Linked DNA regions of Sus scrofa: region 2 is linked to region 1. Evidence: chromatin contacts called from public HiChIP or PLAC-seq data. All regions are on one chromosome and are shown on one strand. The core of a region is the stretch at or near the end of the contact, and the rest is flanking DNA. Distances in the headings are between cores, read along the strand shown. Region 1 holds the start of MESP1 (mesoderm posterior protein 1). Region 2 overlaps ZNF710 (zinc finger protein 710).

Region 1 (6,596 bases), core at 1,520-4,019:
GCTTGTGCCCATGGTCACACCTGGGAGTGGCAGTGCCAACTCACCCTTGGGGAGAAGGAGAGGAACCCACTCCAAGGGCACATGCCACAGGATCCATCTACCCCCAAGGAGAAGCTGGTCCAGGAGGACCCTCCTTGGCCTACAGCTGTCAGCACAGTCTACCCCTTCTGGACCCTGGCCAATAGATGCCTTCCTGGGGTTCCAGATCCAGGCCAAAAACTTGGCATTGGAGCACAGCGAAGTCCCCTTTGATCCCACTGGACTGCAGCTAACAAAGAGTGGGAACTGGTTGTGCACCCAGGCAGGAGGGGTGCAGAGTAAAAACTAGACAGGCAGGTGGGTCGGGGTCTCTGTGGCCAACCTCTGAACGTCAGAAAAAAATCCTTCCTGTTCTTGCGAGTGATTCTGATTTCCACTTTGTAGCTAATTTATTGAGAAAACTCAGAATGACCAAAACCCCCTAAGGTGATCAGCCACCTTTTGTTTTATTGTCATGTCTCTATTTGAAGTTAGAATATACACAGGTGACTAAAAAGTCAAGAGAATGAACAACTGCAGAGGGTCTAACAAATCTTTCTTATCCTACCTCTGAGCCCTCCAAGTTCCCGTCCAGAGGAAAAGGCCATTAATGGCTTGTGGGCAACTATGCTCTGAAGTGAATTTTTATTAAACACAAAGTCACCCAACATTTTTTGGACAAGGGGCCATGTGTAGGTGGCAGACTTTATCTTAAAAAGCACAGCTCTGGCCCCTGAGGATTCTCGGATCTGGGATCCGACATGCATTGCTCACTTACGTGGGAGTCACAGAGTCCTGGAGCGTGAGAGGGACACTCTGAGTGGTGCATGACAGGAGGCTCTCCGGTTGATAGGGCTGAGAGGGTTAAAAAGACCCATGGGTGCCTGTAGAGACAAACCCCAAAACTGGCATGACAGAGGCAGAACAGATGGGAGGGTCCCCACCCACCCCCAATCTTTGGGTCTTTGAGCCCCAAGGGCTGCCTTGGCAGCAAACTGGAGGGGCCATGTGGGAGTCCCGTTGCCTTCAGAGTCTCAGGGCCCAGGGTGTGCAAGGGTGATGGTGAATGAGCCTGATAAAGCCAGGTGGGGGCAGAGGAGGGAACCCCCAACCTGGAGCTGGGCTCTACCCCCTCCTGTCAGCCAGGCTCCCTCTTGCCCTTCCCCATTCCTCTCTCACCTTTGATCTTATCACCAGCCTCTCCAGTGGCTTCATTAGGGAGCTGCCCCAGTTAATGAGTTCTCCAGGCGGCAGGGCCCACACGCCCTCCTGCTGGGGTGAGGACTTCACACTTTTGGGGCCTGTGTTTTGACAAGTGCCGAAGCCAGTGGCTCCTGCTCCCCTGGCCCGAGCCTGCCTCTGCCTGCCAATGTGTCAGGCTGGGAAATGAGGCCTTGGGGCAGCCCCACCGAGCAGAGGTGAGAGTTCAGACGGGGTCCTTGGCCAGGGTGGGGGTGCAGGCAGGACAAGGCAGCACCCCCTTGGGCCCAGGGCCCGGGTCTCTGCCTGCCCACTAGGAACCAGCCGGCTTCCTCAGACCGAGCCTGGGTCCTGGGCGCTGCCCCCTCCCACTTCCCAGCCTCAGTACCCTTATTTTCCGGCCAGCCCCTCTAACATGGGAGTGCTAATCAAAGGTGCAGTGTCGGTTTTCCCCTTGCGGCCCCTAATCCCCATCCCCACTGGAGCCAGAGGCCCCAGGAGAAGGAAGCAGCTCTGTCCTAACGCCAGCCTGTTTAGCATGAGCAGCACACCTCCTGGGAAGCTCCTAATTTGGGTGTCCCCTACTGCCAGGGATCCTCCCACCACACCTCGGCACCAGCCCGCAAGGCAAGCTCTTTCAGGGCAGCGGTTCTTATTCACGAAGCCCCCACCTTCAGATAACCTGGGGCACCCCTCTGGGGTGTGGCCAGGGTGGCTTAGAATAGAATGCCCTTCTGCCCTGTACCACCGGTGGCACTTGGGTAACTCACTCCATGTTTCTGCCCTGGCCTCTGTTTCTGCCCTGTAATACCTCCTGTGCCAACAGTGCAAGGATCAAATCATAGCACAGGGACCGTGCTTTGGGCAGAGCCCACCTGTGTGTTCCTGCTGTCACTTGGGGTCTGACACTGTACTGGGGCTTGGCTGGGTTACAGCTCACAACCACACTGTGATATGAGTGTCATTGCCCCACTTTGTAGATGTGGAAACGAGTGGAAGCCCAGAGAGGTGGTCCTGTGTTGCATGGCTAGTAGGGGAAGAGCTGGGATCTGTTCTGCTCTGTCTGGGACCAAAGCCAATGTTCTGTTTTCCCACCAGTCCCCCTGCCCCCTCTGGAGGACTAGAGTGGCTCCTTTCCTCCTGGAGGGGTGCCCTGGGAGTGCCCTGCTGGGGGAGGGCTATGCCGCATAATCTTTAAGCCCCCAGGAAACCTTGATATACCAGGACCTGTTGAGAAGTAAAAAGAAAACAGGTTTCCAGACCCTGGACCTGCTTGAACCAGAATCCCCAGAGGAGATTCCGGGTGTGAAAAGTAAAATCTGGAGTTCCCATGGTGGCTCAGTGGTTAACGAACCCGACTAGGAACCATGAGGTTGTGGGTTCAATCCCTGGCCTTGCTCAGTGGGTTAAGGATCGGGCGTTGCTGTGAGCTGTGGTGTCGGTCACAGACGCAGTTCGGATCCCACGTTGCCGTGGCTGTGGTATAGGCTTCAGCTGTAACTCCGACTTGACCCCTAGCCTGGGAACCCCATATGCCACGGGTGCGGCCCTAAAAAGCAAAAACAAGAAGAAAAAAAAAAGTAAAATCTCCGGAGAATTATGAGGCTTGGCCACTTTTGAGAAGTAACACCCTAGAGTGAGCACTTCCCAATCCAGAGAAAAGGCATGGGGGGCAACCCCCACCATGGAGCCTAAGCTTCACCAGGTCTTGGAAAGATGAGGCCGTGCTTGTGCTGGCGAGGGGGCTGCAGCCACCTGGAGCCCAGGGCCGTCAGGGGCCCAGCAGGAAGGCTCCCAACTTCTCCTCCACTTCCCCCCTTCCCCACCAGCCCAGCTTATGCCCCCAAAACTCCCAGGAAGCCCCTTCCAACGGAGGCCACCCCCTCTCCTCACACCTTTAGCTCCTGGAGCCACCGACTTGGCAAGCCATATGGAATAGATTATTCTGGACCCATGATAATCTGATTATCTTGGTCATGGATCAGCTGGATGCGCAGCTAGTGGAAGTCACAGGAGGCAGAGTGACAAGGAGGGAGGGGGTGGGAAGAAAGGAGAGAGATTTGTCAGATTCCGGGGAAAGGCTGGAGAGGAAGTGCCAGAATCTCCCCAGTTTGGAGAGCTGGGCAGAGAATGCAGGGTGAGTAGACTGCACCTCTCTCCTGAGGGTGTCACACTTATGCCTCGCTTCATCTAGGTAAGTGGAGCCTTGCAGTGAAACACGGGGAAACCGCAGCATAAAGAGCTGACCAGCCCGAAGCAAAGAGACAGACATGTAAATGTGGGAAAGTTTGTCACATGACCCCTCAGTTTCTAAGCTGTGAAGTGGAACGGGGACCCCCAAGTGCTTGCTGAGATGCCTTGGGGGACTGACTGCATACCTTGTTTGCAAGGTACCGGTCTCAAGCCAGAGGGATGCCCTGGCTATCCAGCCTCCTTGCACTCCCAGCCACAGACAGCAGAGGGCGCTGCCCAACCACTTGGAATCTTGGGATCTGAGGTGGGCCGACCAGTCAGGGGCCTTTTTTCCTGGGGCCTGGGGCCATAGTGAGTACAGGATGGGGAGCTTAGCAGACATGTCAGAAATGCTGGGGCTGGCTTAAGAAAAGGGTGAAGCCAGCTTAGTGCTGGTGTGATGGGCTAGGTGACCCCAGAGAGGCCACTTGCCCTCTCTGGACCCCAATTTGCTCATCTGTCCACTGGGAAAAACATACACCTGTGTGCTGAGAGGGAGAGCAAGATGGAGCCTAGAGGAGTGAGGAGAAGGGGGACGGGCTCAGGTCCCTACACACCCCTGGGAGCAGAGGCAGAAAACAGACCACGAACCAACCAAAACTCTAGGCTCCCCAGCAAGGATTTGCAGGCCCGGCTCGACTGCCAACTTGGGGCGTGTCCAGCACCAGCCCCTGTAGATGGCACAGGAGGGAGCTCCCTCCAGGCAGGATGCACAGGTTTTGGGTGCCTTCTGACCCCACCCCTACCCCAACCGCACAATAGCACAGGGAGGTGGCAGGACAATGATGAGGTCACTGGGTGGCTCAGGCCCTCAGCCAGCTCCAGGTTGTCCTTCCCAAGGACAGGGGAAGGCACACACCTCCTCCTCACCTCTCCTGAGGGATCTGACTTCAGACCCAATAAAAAGCAGAGGGGCTCGCTCGTAGGGCTGAGCTAGAATGCCTGGGCAGGACCTGGTGGAGTGAGGAGCCTCTGGGCTTAAGATCCTTTGCCAGAGACTGGGGGACAGTGACATCCTTGACAGAGCGGAGAACGTGTAGGGGGTGAGGATAGAGTTTAAGGTGACCAGATAATAAATCAAACAGAAGAAGGGTCTTACCTGGTCAGTACCGATTACGTGCCAAGGACTAAGGACGGGATGAACGCAGTCCTCGGCTCTGGAGGTTCCCCCACCAAGAGAAATCCAAGACTCAGCCCTGGCCTGAGCTGAGGGAGTTTCCTTCACCCTTGGAGAGTATGCCTCACCCCAGGCCCCAGGAGGACACGGTCAGCACCTGGCACAGGTGGCCAGGCTGGCTGAGACCCCCTGGGAATGCTGGCTCTGCTGCTGGCCGCCCACAACCAGGCTGCCTCCCAGGCTCCACAGGGCTGGCCCAAGGCTTTTGAACAGCCTTGGCATGCCCTTTGCCCAGGGGTTTCCCTGACCGATGACTCCCCTGATAAGAAAATATTAAAAGGCTCAAGAGAGGGAGTTCCCGTTGTGGCTCAGTGGTTAACGAATCTGACTAGAAACCATGAGGTTGTGGGTTCGATCCCTGGCCTTGCTCGGTGGGTTGCAGATCCGGCGTTGCCGTGAGCTGTGGTGTAGGTCGTGGACACGGCTCGGATCCTGCGTTGCTGTGGCTCTGGTGTAGGCCAGCGGCTACAGCTCCGATTAGACCCCTGGCCTGGGGGCCTCCACATGCCGCAGGAGTGGCCCAAGAAATGGCAATAAGACAAAATGTACTGCTGAACCAAACTGCAGAAAAATCCCTTCAATATGACCCCACGGATATAAGGAAAAACAAAAGACAACAAAAATCTAAAAAACAACCCCTCCACAAAAAGGCTCAGAATGATACCACACATTTGGCAAAAGGGGTTTCTGTATTTATGTGTGTAAATGCATACTCCCCAAATCGGAATAATGTACCAGGACTTATGTGGTGTGGGGGTGTGGGCAAGGCTAGGTTCTGGGAAGTGACAAAGGCAGGCTTTAATCTCATCTGTAATGTCCAAAATGTTTACAGAGAGTTTAAATTCAAATATTACATGTGCAATTTTAAAATAACTTTGAGGAGCTCCCATTGTGGCTCAGCGGGTTAAGAACCTGACTAGTATCCATGAGGATGTGGGTTCAATCCCTGGCCTCACTCAGTGGATTAAGGATCTGCAAGCTGCGGTGTACGTCACAGATATAGCTCAGATCTGGCATTGCTGTGGCTGTGTCAGAGGCTGGCAGCTGCAGCTCTGATTGGACATCTAGCCTGGGAACTTCCATATGCCACAGGTGTGGCCCTAAAAAGCAAAAAAATAAAATAAATAAATACCTTTAAAAATAACTTTTAACATATATGTATAAGGGAGTTCCTGCTGTGGCCCAGTGGGTAAAGGATCCAGCATTGTCTCTTCAGTGGCATGGGTTCGATCCCTGGCCCAGCACTGTGGCACAGTGGTTTAAGGATCTAGCATTGCTGCAGCTATGGCATAGGCTGCAGCTGCAGCTGAGATTTGATCCCTGGCCTGGGAACTTCCATATGCCATACATGTAGCCAAAAAATATACAGATATTAGGATATACCTATGTGGAAAACTTTAAGGCATCTCAGTATATACTAATAGAGAATGTGTTACTTAAACTGTTATCATCACAGCATGGAGTACTAGGCATGTCTTAAAAATCTCATTGCAGAGGAGTTCCCGTCGTGGTGCAGTGGTTAACGAACCCGACTAGGAACCATGAGGTTGAGGGTTCAATCCCTGGCCTTGCTCAGTGGGTTAAGGATCCGGCATTGCCGTGAGCTGTGGTGTAGGTTGCAGACACGGGTTGGATCCTGTGGCTGTGATGTAGGCTGGCGGCTACAGCTCTGATTAGACCTCTAGCCTGGGAACCTCCATATGCCTCGGGAAGCGGCCTTAGAAAAGGCAAAAAGACCAAAAAAAAAAAAAAAAAATCTCATTGCAGAAATACATCTACTGATGTGGAAAAAGTTCTTAATACATTAGTGAGAAAAGCTGGTCACAGAACAACCTGCTCTTTCTACATCCCGAGGAATTGAAAGCAGAGACCAGAACAGATATTTGTCCACCAACATTCATTGCAGCATCATTCATAATAGCCAAAAGGTAGAAACAAGCCAAATGCCCATCAACAGATGGATAAACAA
Region 2 (6,155 bases), core at 1,658-4,157, 310 kb after region 1:
CCCCACTCCCAGTGCAAGTCTTTAAACTGCAATCCGGCAGCAGTTCTCTTTGCTCCATTTCCCTACCTTGGCTGTTTCCTTTCTCTCCACCCTCGGGACCAAGGGTGTTCTGGTAGGAGGTTGAGCAGCTCCAATGGCCCCTCATCTCCCAGCCCAGGCTGTGCAGAGCTGGGCGTCCCGAGCTCCTCTTGCTCCCGGACATTGTAGAGAGCTTTTGTTTCGAGCCACAGGCGCAAGTGGAGGGAGACAGGCCTTGCCCTGAGAAAGGAGGTGCCCTGAGGGGCCTGGGCACCCAGGTGGGATACAGCCCATGCCAGGATGTAAAACATGGGGGTTGTGGCCTGTGAGAGGGAGGGGGCACCAAAGAAGGCCTATGAGAAGAAGGGGGTGGGGAACCAAAAAGATGGCCCAAGAAGAGGGGAGACACCGGCAGCAGGGTTGCAGTGCCTCCAGCCCTGCCCATGCCTGTGTGATGGGCAGATGAGCATGCAGGTGAAGCACAGGTGAATTCGATTTCCTCTGCCTTTTGCCAAGCCTCTGTCTCAACAAACATAGCCCCTCCTACATAACACACACACACACACACACACACACACACACACACAGCCTGCCTGGAACACTCAGCCCCATGAGCCTCTTAAACGTATATTTACAGGGTCATGTGTGTCTGATCAGGCAAGTGTCCATCCAGGAAAAGAGCGCAGGGGCCTGACTGGCCAGTTGGGCAGATAAGACGGCTTGATGGAGGCTTCTAGGAAGACGTGCTTTCTAAGTGGAGACTCAGAGAGGTGCTCTGGCTGCTCCCGAGGGGGACCCTGGTCCTCAGCGTGGCTGGAGCCTTGGACCACCCAGATAGAAACAGGTAGGGGGCTTCACATTGCAGTTTGCCCAGGGCCCGCCCCTGTCCTCCTTCTGACTCCTGGGAACCTGGGCAGGGGTTGGGGGGCAGGTCAGCAAACTGGCCCCTGAGGAGGCTGGGCTAGGTCGCACAGATGAGAGCTCGGAGCTGCAGGTGGAGCCGGGGGAGCTGGTGCTGACCCAGCTCAGCGCTCACTGCCAGGGCACTCTGGAGCATGACCTGGATGTCTGGGCTGTGGGGTGCGCTGCCTGCTACCTCCACCCCATGCCACCCCCATGGAGTTGTTTAGGATTAAAAGGCTCTCCTGGGACCTGGTGAGCACTCAGCCACCGAGTCTGTGGTCGGTTATTGGCACCTCTGTGTCCCCCTACTTGGGCACGAACTCTTCAGGAACAAGAGCTGTGGGCAGGTCCCCTTTTACACCAGGTGCAGCCCCAAAGTGAAACCTCCCGCAGCTCCCACGGGAGGACGGAGGATGATGCTGGTGGCCAAGGGCAGCTTCAGCCTGCACCTGGGGTCCTGGTGTAAGCCCTAGCAGTGGCCCTTTTCACTCTCAGAAGGTTCCTTCTGTAAGTTACACACTTACCCTCCCTGAGGGAACCAAACCCAGCCTGTGCTCTGGCTCCAGCTTTGTGTGTTTGTTTGTTTGCCTGCTCATTTGCCAACAAAGCCATGTTAAGTGTCTCTTTGCTCCTGTTCCCTGCAGGTGCCAGAAGAGGGGTGGGGCCGGGGACTGGGGCCGGGAGCAAAGCCCAGGGGGTAGGGAACTAACCCTGCCACCGATGTCTTCATCTTTTCTTCATCTCATCTCACTACCCCGGCAGTCAGGCACCACTTCCTCCGCAGAGATGAGGAAACCGAGGCTCAGGATGTGACAGATGTGCCTGAGCTAGAAGAGGACACAGTCCAGATTTGAACTTGGAATCCAGGGCCCAGTCCTGACCAGAGGCTCTGCTGTGGAGGGTCCATCCCTCTGCTCCCCTGGCCCTGCCTTTGGGGAAGTCTAGAAAAAGCGCTGAGCTGCTCATTTTCTCAAACCCACAGCAGACACAAAAAGCTGCCAGGGGCACAGCAGTCTGCTCTGGACACCCTGGGGGCAGGGATCCTCCTCGTCCACCTTTCCCTCTAAGCGCAGGGCCCAACCCATAGCAGGGACTTAGCAAATATTTGAATGAGTTCGCAGTGCCTAGCAGCTGTCGCAGAATCACCCAAACCTTTGCTGAATTTAGGGCCCCAGAATAGAGAAATCTCAGCTCTGTGGTTTTCATCAGAAGAGTAACGGTAACGAACCCAAGTAGTATCCATGAGCCCTCGTTCAGTGGGTTAAGGATCTGGTGTTGTAGGTCGGCAGCTGTAGCTCTGATTCAGCCCCTAGCCTGGGAACTTGCATATGCTTCAGGTGCAGCCCTAAAAAGACAAAAAGAGAAAAGATCCAGAGATCTAGGTGGATAAAAGTGATTCTTTACATTTGGTGAGGGCTTTGTAATTAACTAACCCCCTTCATCTATGTTGCGGCCTCGGCACTCACTACCCTTCCATGGGTAGGTGTTTGCATCTCCATGTGGGGATGGGGAAACTGAGATGCAAAAGTGACTTTGAGGGAACTTTGCTTAGTCACTTGCACATGACAGAGCTGGGACCTGAGGCCACGCTGCCTGACTCCCAGTTGAGTGCTCTTTCCCACGGAGGGTGGGAGGTGAGCTCTGAATCAGGCCCCCCAGTCTGTTCAAGGTGGACGCAGAGGTTTCGTTCTATCAGCCCTCTTCCATGAGAGCCCCGCTTTACGCTTCATCTTTAGTGTCTGTTTCAAGGAGGCTAAATGTCTCTCTGGGGTATTTTATTTTTAGCTGCTTCAGGAAGGGGAAGCTCCTCTGGCCTGTGGGGGGAGGGAGACACCAGGCCCCGGCCGGAGCGCATTTCCTGAGGAAGTGCCGCCGCCGCCGCCGCTGCTGCCGCCGCCAGCGGCCGTGCACCTGACCCTGGCCTGGGAGGAGAGCGGGCGAGGCAGGCAGGCAGGCAGGCAGGCGGGAGCCACCCAGTCCCCCTTCCTTATGGAGCTGGGGGCGGGGTACAATCTGATGAGTATCTGAGGCCCTCCCACATCCGGGCCTGTGGGGAGGGCTGGGAAGCCTGGGGGGCTGGCAGGAGGAGCCAGGGGCGGGGCGGGGCGGGGCGGGGCGGGGGAGTTGGAGCGGTTCCCGTGTGCAAAGGTTGGAGGGCATGGAGGGCTGTGGCGCCGCTGGAGCCCCTAGGAAGGCTGGAAGCCACTGCCCCCGAGGTTTCGACCCTTCAAAAACACCTGTTGAATCTGAGTGCTTGACCATGAACCTGGGAGCCGGTTTTCTCAAACTTATTCTGGTTTGTCACAGAACCAGTCTTCCAAATCAGATCTTACATGGGATTCCAGTGTACAAATCAGACACAAGCTATGCTATCAATGAGTTTAGATACTTAAATGTCTCACATTTAACTAATCAAGAACAATGACCTGTTGTGATAGACACAGTCATTTAGCATAAGGGCTGATGGCAGTACCTGCTCTCTGAGATCGGCCTCGGTACCTAATTTATTTTTGTGTGTTGCCTTGTTTTGGCCCAGTGAAAAAACCCAAATGCTTCCTTCACATGGCCAAGCCATTACAAATGGTGGCTATTGTTTAACACCTACCTCACTGTACAGTCTCAAAGTCTATGCAAAATTAATTACACCTTGGCTGTAAAGCGAGTGGGCCTACTGGATGTGTTGGGACAAAGTATATGTATTCCATTTCAGTAGATGGGTTTTGTAAAAATCAGCTTTTAGGAGTTCCTATTGTGGTTCAGCTGTAACAAACCCAACTAGTATCCATGAGGACACAGGTTTGATCCCTGTCCTCGCTCGGGGTTAAGGCTCCGACAAGCTGCAGTGTAGGTCGCAGATGTGGCTCAGATCTGGTGCTGCTGTGGCTGTGGTGTAGGCTGGCAGCTGCAGTTCCAATTCAACCCCTAAGCACCTGGGAACTTCCATATGCCGCAGGTGCAGCCTTAAAAAAAAAAAAATCAGTTTTTAGAATAGGAGAATCTTAATTTTTTTTGCAATGTTGGATCCAGTTTTTGAGGAACTACTGGAGGACATTTAGAACATAGTTTGAGAACCACTGAAGAAAGCCAACCTCTCTGTTTCAAGGGTGGGAAGACTGAGGCATGCGTGGAGGCAGGGCTTAGCCATGATCCCACAGGGAGATGAAGGAGATGGTCAGATACACAAAGGGTGTCATTGCTCCCCATAATTACAAGTGTCCACTTCTCAAGACAGGGATAGAAAGACATCAGGGACAGACACACCCCAAAATTGGCTGAGCCCTTGCTGAGTGTGTCTGTCTGTTGTCTCTGCAACACTGAGCCGGCAGTGCTAACGATCCCTTCTCCTCTTGCAGCGATGCCCTCCTAGCCAGCCGCCACGGGATGGAGGGCTTCATGGACTCAGGGACACAGACGGATGCTGTGGTGGTGCTGTCCTTGGCTCAGGCCGCTGTGCTGGGCCTCGTCTCAGAAAATGAGCTCTTTGGAGCCACCATAAGCGCCGAAGCCTTCTACCCGGACCTGGGGCCGGAGCTGTCTGGGGTGGCCATGGGGGAGCCCCGGCCCCCAGGCCCCGATGTCTACCAGCTGGCCTGCAACGGGCGGGCCCTGGAGGAGCCGGCAGAGGAGGAGGTGCTGGAGGTGGAGGCGGCCTTTGAGAAGCACACCCGGCGGAAGACGCGGCCGCCTGTGCGGCTGGTGCCCAAGGTCAAGTTTGAGAAAGTGGAGGAGGAGGAGCAGGAGGTCTACGAAGTGTCAGTGCCCGGTGACGACAAGGATGCAGGCCCGGCAGAGGCTCCTGCCGAGGTAGCCAGTGGCGGCTGCGAGGCCCTGGTGCAGAGCAGCGCCGTCAAGATGATTGACCTCAGCGTCTTCAGCCGCAAGCCCCGGACACTTCGGCACCTGCCTCGAACCCCACGGCCGGAGCTGGACGTAGCCCCCTACGACCCCCACTTCCCTGACCCGGCCCGGGACAGCTTCCCCGAGCCGAGCATGGCGCTACCTGGGCCAGAGGCCTTGCCGGCGGAGTGCGGTTTCGAACCGCCGCACCTGGCACCCCTGAGCGACCCTGAGGCTCCCACCATGGAGTCTCCGGAGCCCGTGAAGCCAGAACAGGGCTTCGTGTGGCAAGAGGCAGGCGAGTTCGAGGCTGATGCGGCGGGCTCGACAGTGGAGCGTCACAAGAAGGCCCAACTGGACCGGCTGGACATCAACGTGCAGATTGATGACTCGTACCTGGTGGAGGCGGGAGACCGCCAGAAGCGCTGGCAGTGCCGCATGTGCGAGAAGTCCTACACATCCAAGTACAACCTGGTGACGCACATCCTGGGCCACAACGGCATCAAGCCGCACTCGTGCCCGCATTGCAGCAAGCTCTTCAAGCAGCCTAGCCATTTGCAGACACACCTGCTGACGCACCAGGGCACCCGGCCGCACAAGTGCCAGGTGTGCCAGAAGGCCTTCACACAGACCAGCCACCTCAAGCGTCACATGCTGCTGCACTCGGAGGTCAAGCCCTACAGCTGCCATTTCTGTGGCCGCGGCTTTGCCTACCCCAGCGAGCTCAAGGCCCACGAGGTGAAGCATGAGAGCGGCCGCTGCCATGTGTGCGTCGAGTGTGGCCTGGACTTCTCCACCCTGACCCAGCTCAAGCGCCACCTGGCCTCCCACCAGGGCCCCACCCTCTACCAGTGCCTCGAGTGCGACAAGTCCTTCCACTACCGCAGCCAGCTGCAGAACCACATGCTCAAGCACCAGAACGTGCGGCCCTTCGTGTGTACCGAGTGCGGCATGGAGTTCAGCCAGATCCACCACCTCAAGCAGCACTCACTCACCCACAAGGTAAGGCCTCCTGCCCGCCCCCCTTCCCCAGGGGCTTGGCCCCAGGCCTGAGGCTCTGCCCTCTGCTCCTGCCACGCTTTCATCCAGCATGTCCCAAAGTGCTGAACACTTGCTGAGTTGTTATTTTATTTATTTATTTTTTTTTTGTCTTTTTGTCTTTTTGTCTTTTGAGGGCTGCACCTGCAGCATATGTAGGTTCCCAGGCTAGGGGTCTAACTGGAGCTGTAGCCACCGGCCTGCACCACAGCCACAGCAATGCCAGATCCGAGCCGCATCTGTGACCTACACCACAGCTCACGGCAGTGCTGGATCCTTAACCCACTGAGCAAGGCCAGGGATCAAACCCACAACCTCATGGTTCCTATGGATTCCTTTCCACTGAGCCATGACGGGAA

Evidence for each region. HiChIP or PLAC-seq counts read pairs in DNA pulled down with a chosen protein or histone mark.
Region 2: a contact with region 1 is called in an H3K27ac HiChIP or PLAC-seq map of alveolar macrophages, with 6 times the contacts expected there. The contact joins the enhancer-like site here to the promoter of MESP1 in region 1. A contact is called at or near these places in 2 of 5 promoter capture datasets (fetal liver and liver), 5 of 47 Hi-C or Micro-C datasets (embryonic fibroblasts, heart right ventricle, omental adipose tissue and 2 more) and 1 of 2 datasets of contacts at active chromatin or transcription factors (alveolar macrophages).

The regions. Positions count from the first base shown.
Region 1 is chr7:55,324,831-55,331,426 of Sscrofa11.1, forward strand. It overlaps MESP1 (mesoderm posterior protein 1), which reads right to left and starts at 2,770. Exons shown (of 2, transcript XM_001925990.6): 1 at 1-2,770.
Region 2 is chr7:55,634,499-55,640,653 of Sscrofa11.1, forward strand. It overlaps ZNF710 (zinc finger protein 710), which reads left to right. Exons shown (of 5, transcript XM_021098970.1): 2 at 4,275-5,760. The coding sequence starts at 4,303. Among named protein-coding and RNA genes, the nearest start is that of IDH2, 38 kb to the right of the region's middle. Within about 2 kb of position 2,908, at least 52 of the 83 cell types and tissues checked have an H3K27ac peak or open chromatin away from gene starts, as enhancers often do. A contact at or near this core is called in alveolar macrophages, fetal liver, liver and 3 more, where this site is marked.